Linked DNA regions of Mus musculus: all the other regions are linked to region 1. The links are chromatin contacts, called in public HiCAR-type and Micro-C maps. All regions are on one chromosome and are shown on one strand. The core of a region is the stretch at or near the end of the contact, and the rest is flanking DNA. Distances in the headings are between cores, read along the strand shown.

Region 1 (2,759 bases), core at 138-2,637:
ACTGGATTTAGGAAAGCAGAGTGGGGGAGGGGGAAGGAGTCTAGTCTGAGGGAAACAGCCCAGGGGCAGAGGTGCAGGGGTTGGGAGGGGTCTGGGCTCAAGAGGCTCCATCCCCAGCAACGGTTTCCAGGGGAGCAGGAGGGGGCAGCCCAGCTTCCAGGAGACTGATGGGGCGTATCCTGGATGCAGCTGGTGGGCACAGTGGGGGTGGGGATGTCTCCTTCCCAGCCCCCTCACGTGCACACGCGCGTGTGGGCATACACACACACACACACACACACACACATCTTACAATTTTTCTACCAGCCCAATGAATGGGAAATGGTTTACTCTAACAGCGGGGGACTTCATAAAGCATGTCTATGTGGGGTGAACAATGGGTGGGGTATGCAGGGCTTTCAGGGGAAGATCTCCCATTCTGGGTGTGAGGATGTATGTGCACTAAAGTGCAAATATGCACAGGGGAGGTTTGTTGTTTCTCCTCCAGCTCTACAAGCTCTCCTTGGAGCTAATCTAACAAGCCCCACCCCCCACTCCTCCACAGAGACACAGGCCAAAGCCACACAGGTATACACACCAATAGCCAGGGGTCACCCTCAGCAATAGTTCAGCTGCACCCAACAAGACAAATGCTTGTCATCCAAACAGCACAACTCAGTCTCAAGATCCTACCAGGGGACCCCTCCTGAATGCATACCAACGAGAGGACTTCCAAGGACACACAATTTCAAGCATACATTTTTATTCTAATGGTTACGACAGTAATAACCACACTGTCACAGACAGCTAGGCCATCCCACACTATTGCTCATTCATTCATTCACTTAATGAATGAATGTCCATACTCCTTGGCCCTCCCCAAAAGCCAGCAGCCCTGTGGAATGGGGCGCACAGGTGTCAGGGAAGCACAGAGAAGTCCTAGCCATAAAGAAGCGCTCAGAAAAGAACTCAAAGAAAAGGGTGTCAAAGAGATGCGTGGGAAGTGAGCAGGAAGAACCTAGGGCAGAATTTCCTATTCACAAGCAGACACAGTCCAGCTGCAAGCGCAGTCCTGGGATCTCACGCTGAGCAGTGAGTGAGGTCCCACCAGAGTTAGACTGCCAGGTATTCCACCTAAAGGACCGGGACACACTGAAGTCCCACTGAGCCTGCTTCGGCCCGCCTGGTGCTCACTGTGCCCAGTTCTTGCTGTTGCGGGTCTGAGGAGGGGCTGCCAGTCCAAGAACAGCACAGGAGTCCCATTAGCATTCAGGGAAGCGAGTGTGCCAACGCGGGCCAAACCCCTATTCTTCTCACACACAAAACCCCCAGCCTGGCTGCCAGCCCCGGCTCCCGCCCCTCCCCCAACCAAACAGCTCCCCTTTCCCCCAACACTACAGTCCTCTTGCTCTGTGCAGCCTTCAGGCTCTCCTATATTCGGTCCCATCATCGGAACACCCGCACCTGCTGGCGAAATAGGACGAGAGGTGGGGGAGGGCCGGGGGTCCTCTGCTGAGATAGGGAAGGGTGTGTGTGTGTGGGAGGGGGGTGCCTGGTGGCCGGCCCGCTCACTCAGGCCTCTCCGGAGGATAGTCTGCCCGTTGCCAAAAGACCTCAGGATGTCAAAGGACGGTTCAGGAAAGGTCCCAAAAAGGGACTAGCGGGGATGGTAGGGAAAGACCTATCGTGGTCCAAGAGATGCGGTACGATGAAGGTGAGAGGCTGGAAGACAAAGGGATCAAGGGGGTGCGGCCTGGGCAGGGGCCGATAGGCGCCGGGAAAGCGGGGTGCACCGACAGAGCGGCCCACAGACTCAGCATCGCTACTGGCTCCAGGGGGACTGAAAACTTTGTTGCAACCCTGCGGCCAGTTACTAACCCTGTGGGGGGTCGGAGGGGCCCAGAAGCGGCTCCCAGACTTGGGGGCTCCGGTTGTGCCAGGAGCAGCCCCAGAAGACAAGCAAAGCCCCCCATCAACGGGGACAGGGAGGGTAGTGACTGAATGCGCCTGTAAGTCCTGCCAGCTCCAACAGAGCGAAGCCCCGACTTTTCGCATCCTCCGCCTCCGTCTCCCCTCTAGACACCGGGTACCTGGTCCGAGGCAGGCGAGCGTGGGCAGGCGGCAGCGGCTGACGATGAGGTCCAGCGGGAAAGCGCCCATGCTCCAGCGCAGCCCGGCCAGCCCGGCCGCCAGCTTCTCCATGGCATGGGCGCTCCCCGGGGTTCGCCGTCCCGGGACCCCGACGGCCAGTCCCGCGCAGCTCGGGCTGCGCGCCCACCACCTCCTCCTGGGCCGAAGCGGCGCTCCCCGCCTGGCAGCCCAGCTGAGCCTCGGGAGTCACGTGGCCAGCCTCCTTCCACGGGGCATCAGCCCCCACCCCCATCCCCGCCCCGCGCCCCGCCCGCCGGGCCCGCACCCCCGGAGCGCCCAGGTGACAGGGTGCTCGGGGTGGAGATGGTTAGGGAAAAGAGAACAGGTCCGATGGGACTCTGGCCGGGTGGGTGTCCGAGGTTTTCCCCTCGTGCCAAGGCCTCGCGGAGTCCGGACTCAGGATTGCTGCGTTGCTCACATCCGCTACTCCAAGCTCAGCGGCGGGGATGCTCAGACTGGGGAGGAGCAAAGAGGGCAGGCGGCACTTGGAGTTTGAATCTAAGTAGTGTTGGAATCCTGTAAGAGCACTTTCCGAAACCCCGCTCCACCCCCCCCACGCCCTCCCCCTCCCCCCAATCTGCTCTGTAGATGGGAAAACAGATTCAAACCTGAACGATTGGGGTCAGTGG
Region 2 (2,759 bases), core at 194-2,693, 1.9 Mb after region 1:
CCAGAGCATGGGCTGCGCGCCCAGAGTGGCGCTGGCTTGAGAGCTGTCCGAGTCGGAGCTCACCGACAGGTCACCGCCGCCCAAGCCCCGGGCTTTGAGCACTCCATCCAAGGAACCCCCAGGATCGCCGGGTTTTTTGGCACCACCGTGAAGTGATAGCGTCTTGGAACCTCCTTCTCCGTCGACCGCAGGGTCGCCAGCGGCGGCGGAGAGCGTTCCTCCCGCGCTGGGTGCGCACGCTGGGTTCGGTCGGGACTCCCTGGCGCCCAGTAGCTGCTCGGCTCCGCCTGCGCCGCCGCCGCCTCCTTCGGTAGTGCCAGCGCCGCCTTCGCCTCCCCTGGCTCCGCCCGCGCCCGCACAGCAAGTCCCCGCGTCCTTTCGGCGGCCAAACTCAGGCCGCAGGATGTTATCGATGAAGAAGTTGGTGATGCGATGTGGATGCTGGTGGTTGCCTGGCGCCTGTAGGACCTCGGGCAGCATCAGAGCCCGCCGGCGGCCGGTGTCCGAGTCGCTCGGGCTGCTGCCGCCGCCAGAGCCGCCGCCGGAGCTGGGTTCCGGCTGTCTCTGCGCCTCCGCCGCCGTCTCGCTGGGCTTGGAATCCTTCTCCTCCATACTTCACAGAAAATCCCAAATCGCCTCTCCACCGGCCCACCGCCAAAGCGATCTCCGGCCGATCCGCGGCACACAGCGAGCCCCGAGCGCTCCTACGCAGCCGAGTCCTCCGAGCGTGCGAGCGGCGACAGTGGCCAGGGCTGGAGTCCTACAGGTCGCCGGGCGCGCTCGGAGCCAAGCCACGTTCGGATCCACGGAGTGCGTTAGCAAATCACCAGTCTCCCCGCCGGCAGGGACGCCGGGCGATTCAACGGAAGCGGGTCCCGGTCTTGGCGACGCACCGGACTCTAGATGGTCACCGCACCACTCCGGGGACCCGGGACGTCCGTGCAACTCCGCGCTCCTTTTGGTGGTCAGCAGCCTCGGGCTCCGGCGCCGCCGCCTCCGCCGCTGCCGCGCGCATGCAGGCAGCGCGCCGCCCGCGCTCACTGCCGCTCGGGCCCGCTCGGGCAGCCACTGCTCGGCCGTTGCCACCCGCCGGTCCCGGCCGACCCTCGAGGCTGCTGGGCGCGGGTTCTCAGCGCGCCCGCAGCCGCCAGCACGCACATGGAGGGCCGTGGGCCCGCGCTGCGCTCCGCCCGCCCCGGGGCTCCCCGCGCCAGGCCGCCGCCCCGCTGCGGGCCGGGGCGCCCCACGGGCGAGCGGCTGCGCCCCCGCTGAGCCCCGCGCAGCCCCGCGGCCCGAGCCGCATGAGTGAGGGGCGGGAGGCCGGGCCGGGCAGGGCCTCCTGCGCTCCCTCCCTCCCGGTCCGCGCGCCTTCGCTGCCTCGGCTTTCGCGCGGGCTCGGGAAAATTTCAGGCCACTTAGCGCAACCTGAGACACTTTCACTCTGGATTTTTGTTCTTATTTTTAACAGAGCCCCCTCAAGTGACGTCGCGGGCCGGTCTCCTGGACACGTGCCTCGGGCCAATGGCAGCCGCGCCGCTCATCCACGTGACGCGCCCGCGGCAGCTTGGTGACAGGAACCGCCTGCCGCCCCTCCCCCGCCGCCACCTCCCCTCCCCCCTTTAAAGTGGCCGTGCCCAGGGCTCCCGGCGCGGGAGCCTATAATCCAGCCAGATCCATCGGCGAGTCAGCGGTGCTCACTCGCACTCCTCATCTTCTCTCGGTTAGAGACGCTGAGGAAGCTTGTGAACAGTCCCACCAGGTCACTGCTACGCCTAACTGGACACGCGCCGAAAGATCGTTATTTTTTAACATTCCCATATTGTTTACGGTGTGGTGAGATCCCACAATTCCTTGCACAAAATGCATAAATAAAATTAAATGAGGTACCGAGATACAAAGGGACGTTTGTGACCCGCTTTCTTTGCTGGTGGAGGGGAAAATTGTCACTTTGGTTCCCCAGCAGCGTGCAGTCCTAATCGGCAGGCAAGAGCACAGGTACCTGCAGAATCCTACTCTCAGCATGCATGTTTGTGCCTGTGCAGGAGACGCATGCATACGGAAAGATTCCACCCGTGGACAGTGGCTCCTCGGGAACCTCAACGTAGATCTTTATCTATGCGAGAATACACTTTAGTGCACCATTTAAGAAAGGAGAAATAAAAGGATTATTTAAGAAGGGTTATAACATGATCTTCTAATTTAGAAATGAGTGATGACTGCTTAGCCAAACCTTTAACCCATCCACCCCACAAGTGATCCTGAATACAGCTGTACACACACACACACACACACACACACACAGAGAGAGAGAGAGAGAGAGAGAGAGAGAGAGAGAGAGAGAGAGAGAGACAGAGAGACAGAGAGACAGAGACAGAGACAGAGAGAGAGAGAGACAGAGACAGAGAGAGACAGAGAGAGACAGAGAGAGACAGAGAGCCAGTCAGAGACAGAGACTGAGACAGAGAGCCAGTCATCAGTACTCCCCATTTCCTATGTTGAGCCACCAGGCCACTGATCTCCTTATCTTTGTATCAAAACATTTAAGCTGATTTTGGAAGAAAGCAAGGCTAATTTGAAAGAATAGGGATGCTGTGATAGGAGGGGGAGCTCCAATTTGTTTTCCCTTGCTCTGTCTTTATTCCTTCTCTAAACTTCCCTCCAGTTGCTGACAGAATGGCTCTTTTCTACTCTCTTTCCCCAACATCTCCCAAGATCTTTTCAGTTTGCTTTTCTCTCCCCTACCAAAATTCTGGTTACTA
Region 3 (2,759 bases), core at 67-2,566, 1.6 Mb after region 1:
TCTATGATCTATAAAAACAAAGCGTTTCACATTCTATTTTTCTGGTTCAACTAAGACTTTTCTGGAAATTTTTCTTTTTCCTGAAAGAGTGTTGGACACCCCAAGAGTAGTGACCTCTAGACAGCATATCCTCTTCTAAGATGCCCCTTATGGCCAGAACACTGTCCTCTAGATCCCTAACACCTTCAGTCTGCAGGCCCTACACCTAGCCAGCTTCTTTCCTTGAAAATTAGCTTGCAAAGCTCCTGTGAAATACAACTGTGTTAAGGAGCCTGAATTCCACATCAACTTACCCCAGCCCTGCACTTTGCTAGGATAGATTGGAAGGGGTTCTTCACGCATGCAGCCTTGCCCACTTTCAGTTGCCCCAGGCAGATCACCTCTACCCACCAAGCACACACCAGCTGCCCTCCATGCTGGGGTGCAGCACATAGACCCACTGAACCTATGTACCCCACCACATTCTGCAGACACTCTTTACCTGCCCCTCAGCTGGGATGCATCCATCCACCTGCAGAGGCTTGAATGTGGTGCAGTCAGTGAGATACAATAAAGGACAGTATTTTAGGGCACTTAAAACAGCAACTCTTTAGGTTGTGGCCACCTGTGATTATCCTCTATCTAAAGATGCTAAATATTCAGGAGATGCTCAGGTGAGCTGTTTTCACAACCCCGTGACGTCTGTCCTGTACACTCACATCTGGGGATGGGGTGTAAATAAGGCAAACAGGAGGGAGGCAGCGTTGCCCTCAAACAATTGAGAGGCTGTTTTATGGTCAAAGCTTGTGGGGGGGGGGGGAGCATCTGGACTGTCCTTTAAAAACTTATGCTGGCTTTAACCAAAGCATCTTCCATTTAGAGAAAGTAAGGGGGAAGCAGCCCTGAGCACAAAGCAGGCAGTGCGGGGTATTTTTCCAATAAACAGGCCTCCTCCCTCCCACCCACCTTTACCTTAGTAAAGACTTTCTTTCTTTCTTTCTTTCTTTCTTTCTTTCTTTCTTTCTTTCTTTCTTTCTTTCTTTCTCTCTTTCTTTCTTTTTTAAACTGGAAGCCTTCAGGTGAAAATAAAGCCACAGCAGCCAGAGGGGGGAGAAATGTAGTCTTTCTCAGGGTTAACATCAGAAGACAAGCTTGTGCGGCTTGGCCAATCAGATGCGCCCCTGCCAGCTATAATATAGTGCGAAAGGCAGCCTGTCTCACAAGCTCTCCAGCCTTGCTACCATTTAAAATCAGGCTCTTTTTGTCTTTTAATTGCTGTCTCGAGACCCAACTCCGATGTGTTCCGTTACCAGCGACCGGCAGCCTGCCATCGCAGCCCCAGTCTGGGTGGGGATCGGAGACAAGTCCCCTGCAGCAGCGGCAGGCAAGGTTATATAGGAAGAGAAAGAGCCAGGCAGCGCCAGAGGGAACGAACGAGCCGAGCGAGGAAGGGAGAGCCGAGCGCAAGGAGGAGCGCACACGCACACACCCGCGCGTACCCGCTCGCGCACAGACAGCGCGGGGACAGCTCACAAGTCCTCAGGTTCCGCGGACGAGATGCTGCTGCTGCTGGCCAGATGTTTTCTGGTGATCCTTGCTTCCTCGCTGCTGGTGTGCCCCGGGCTGGCCTGTGGGCCCGGCAGGGGGTTTGGAAAGAGGCGGCACCCCAAAAAGCTGACCCCTTTAGCCTACAAGCAGTTTATTCCCAACGTAGCCGAGAAGACCCTAGGGGCCAGCGGCAGATATGAAGGGAAGATCACAAGAAACTCCGAACGATTTAAGGAACTCACCCCCAATTACAACCCCGACATCATATTTAAGGATGAGGAAAACACGGGAGCAGACCGGCTGATGACTCAGGTAGAGACCCATTGCGGGTGGGAAACAGACTCCTTCCCGGGAGGGGGGGGGGGTGCGTGTGACCAAGCAGTCAGCCCTGCTCTGTTTGCTCTTTGGGCAGGTAGGAAGGCGGCTTGCTCTCTCCTTCCCCACCCACCTGCCCACCTAGCACTCCTCTTCCGGGAGGAAAAAGGAGGTGAAGGGTCCAGCAGGAAGTTTAGGGTTTGCTGGAATGGGGCACCAGAAGATGGGGTTCTCTATCTTATTAGTCTCATTTTATTAGTCTCATTTAATTAGTCTCCCGGGACGACCTCCTCTAACTACCTGTATTCTAGCTTGAAACTTAGAAAGACCTTTACTCTGAGGGAGTCTGCCCTTTCCAAGTGGAGGCAGAAAATGGAGGGAGAGGGGATGCCCCTATACACTTCAAAGGGCCTCCAGGTCACTGCAAACATAGCCTGGAGCATTTCGTCCCCTAGCTCCTACCTTTTCCTTTTCTGTGTTTTTCTCCCAAGACCACCCCACCCTTTACCCCACCACCACCAAAGAACTGTAACTGAGAAAGCCTGGGGGCAGTTCTGACAAAAGGCAGGAGCTCCAGAGGCGCCCGTCTTGTCCCCACTGTATCGCGTAGCCTGACTGCGATCCCATCGTCCTCAATTGTGCCGGTCAGAGAATGTATTGATATTTCTTTAAGGATGCTCCTCATTTCTCCAGAGCCCGCGGTACCTTAGGGGAGGGACTTGGAACTTGCTGGCTTTGCAATCGCTTTAATTTTTAACCTGCTTGCATAAGAATTAAAAGCGAATAAATATTCGGCGACGAGGGTGGATGGACAGACGGCAAAGCAAAGCACGAGCCTCTCTTCCCATCCCACCTCCTTTGAGATTTCCAGGCTGCCAATCTCCCAGCCAAATCGAGACTTTCTGAAACTCCATGCA

Evidence for each region. A called contact is a pair of places that touch in the nucleus more often than the background predicts. HiCAR-type assays count read pairs that join an accessible place to other places.
Region 2: a contact with region 1 is called in a HiCAR-type map of astrocytes, with 5 times the contacts expected there. The contact joins the promoter of En2 here to the promoter of 3110082J24Rik in region 1. A contact is called at or near these places in 1 of 39 promoter capture datasets (embryonic stem cells), 3 of 484 Hi-C or Micro-C datasets (all in embryonic stem cells) and 4 of 115 datasets of contacts at active chromatin or transcription factors (astrocytes, embryonic hindbrain and embryonic stem cells).
Region 3: a Micro-C map of embryonic stem cells shows a contact between it and region 1, with 6 times the contacts expected there. The contact joins the promoter of 9530036O11Rik here to the promoter of 3110082J24Rik in region 1. A contact is called at or near these places in 3 of 39 promoter capture datasets (the SN4741 cell line, embryonic stem cells and hippocampal neurons) and 2 of 484 Hi-C or Micro-C datasets (both in embryonic stem cells).

What each region holds. Positions count from the first base shown.
Region 1 is chr5:30,104,714-30,107,472 of GRCm38.p6, reverse strand. It overlaps 3110082J24Rik (RIKEN cDNA 3110082J24 gene), which reads left to right and starts at 1,387. Exons shown (of 3, transcript NM_001256263.1): 1 at 1,387-1,466; 2 at 2,059-2,410. The coding sequence starts at 2,114. It overlaps Garem2 (GRB2 associated regulator of MAPK1 subtype 2), which reads right to left and starts at 2,277. Exons shown (of 6, transcript NM_001167879.1): 1 at 2,070-2,277. The coding sequence starts at 2,181.
Region 2 is chr5:28,164,380-28,167,138 of GRCm38.p6, reverse strand. It overlaps En2 (engrailed 2), which reads right to left and starts at 1,443. Exons shown (of 2, transcript NM_010134.4): 1 at 1-1,443. The coding sequence starts at 612.
Region 3 is chr5:28,465,541-28,468,299 of GRCm38.p6, reverse strand. 9530036O11Rik (RIKEN cDNA 9530036O11Rik) reads right to left here and starts at 1,316. Exons shown (of 7, transcript NR_015562.2): 1 at 952-1,316. Shh (sonic hedgehog) reads left to right here and starts at 1,199. Exons shown (of 3, transcript NM_009170.3): 1 at 1,199-1,839. The coding sequence starts at 1,537.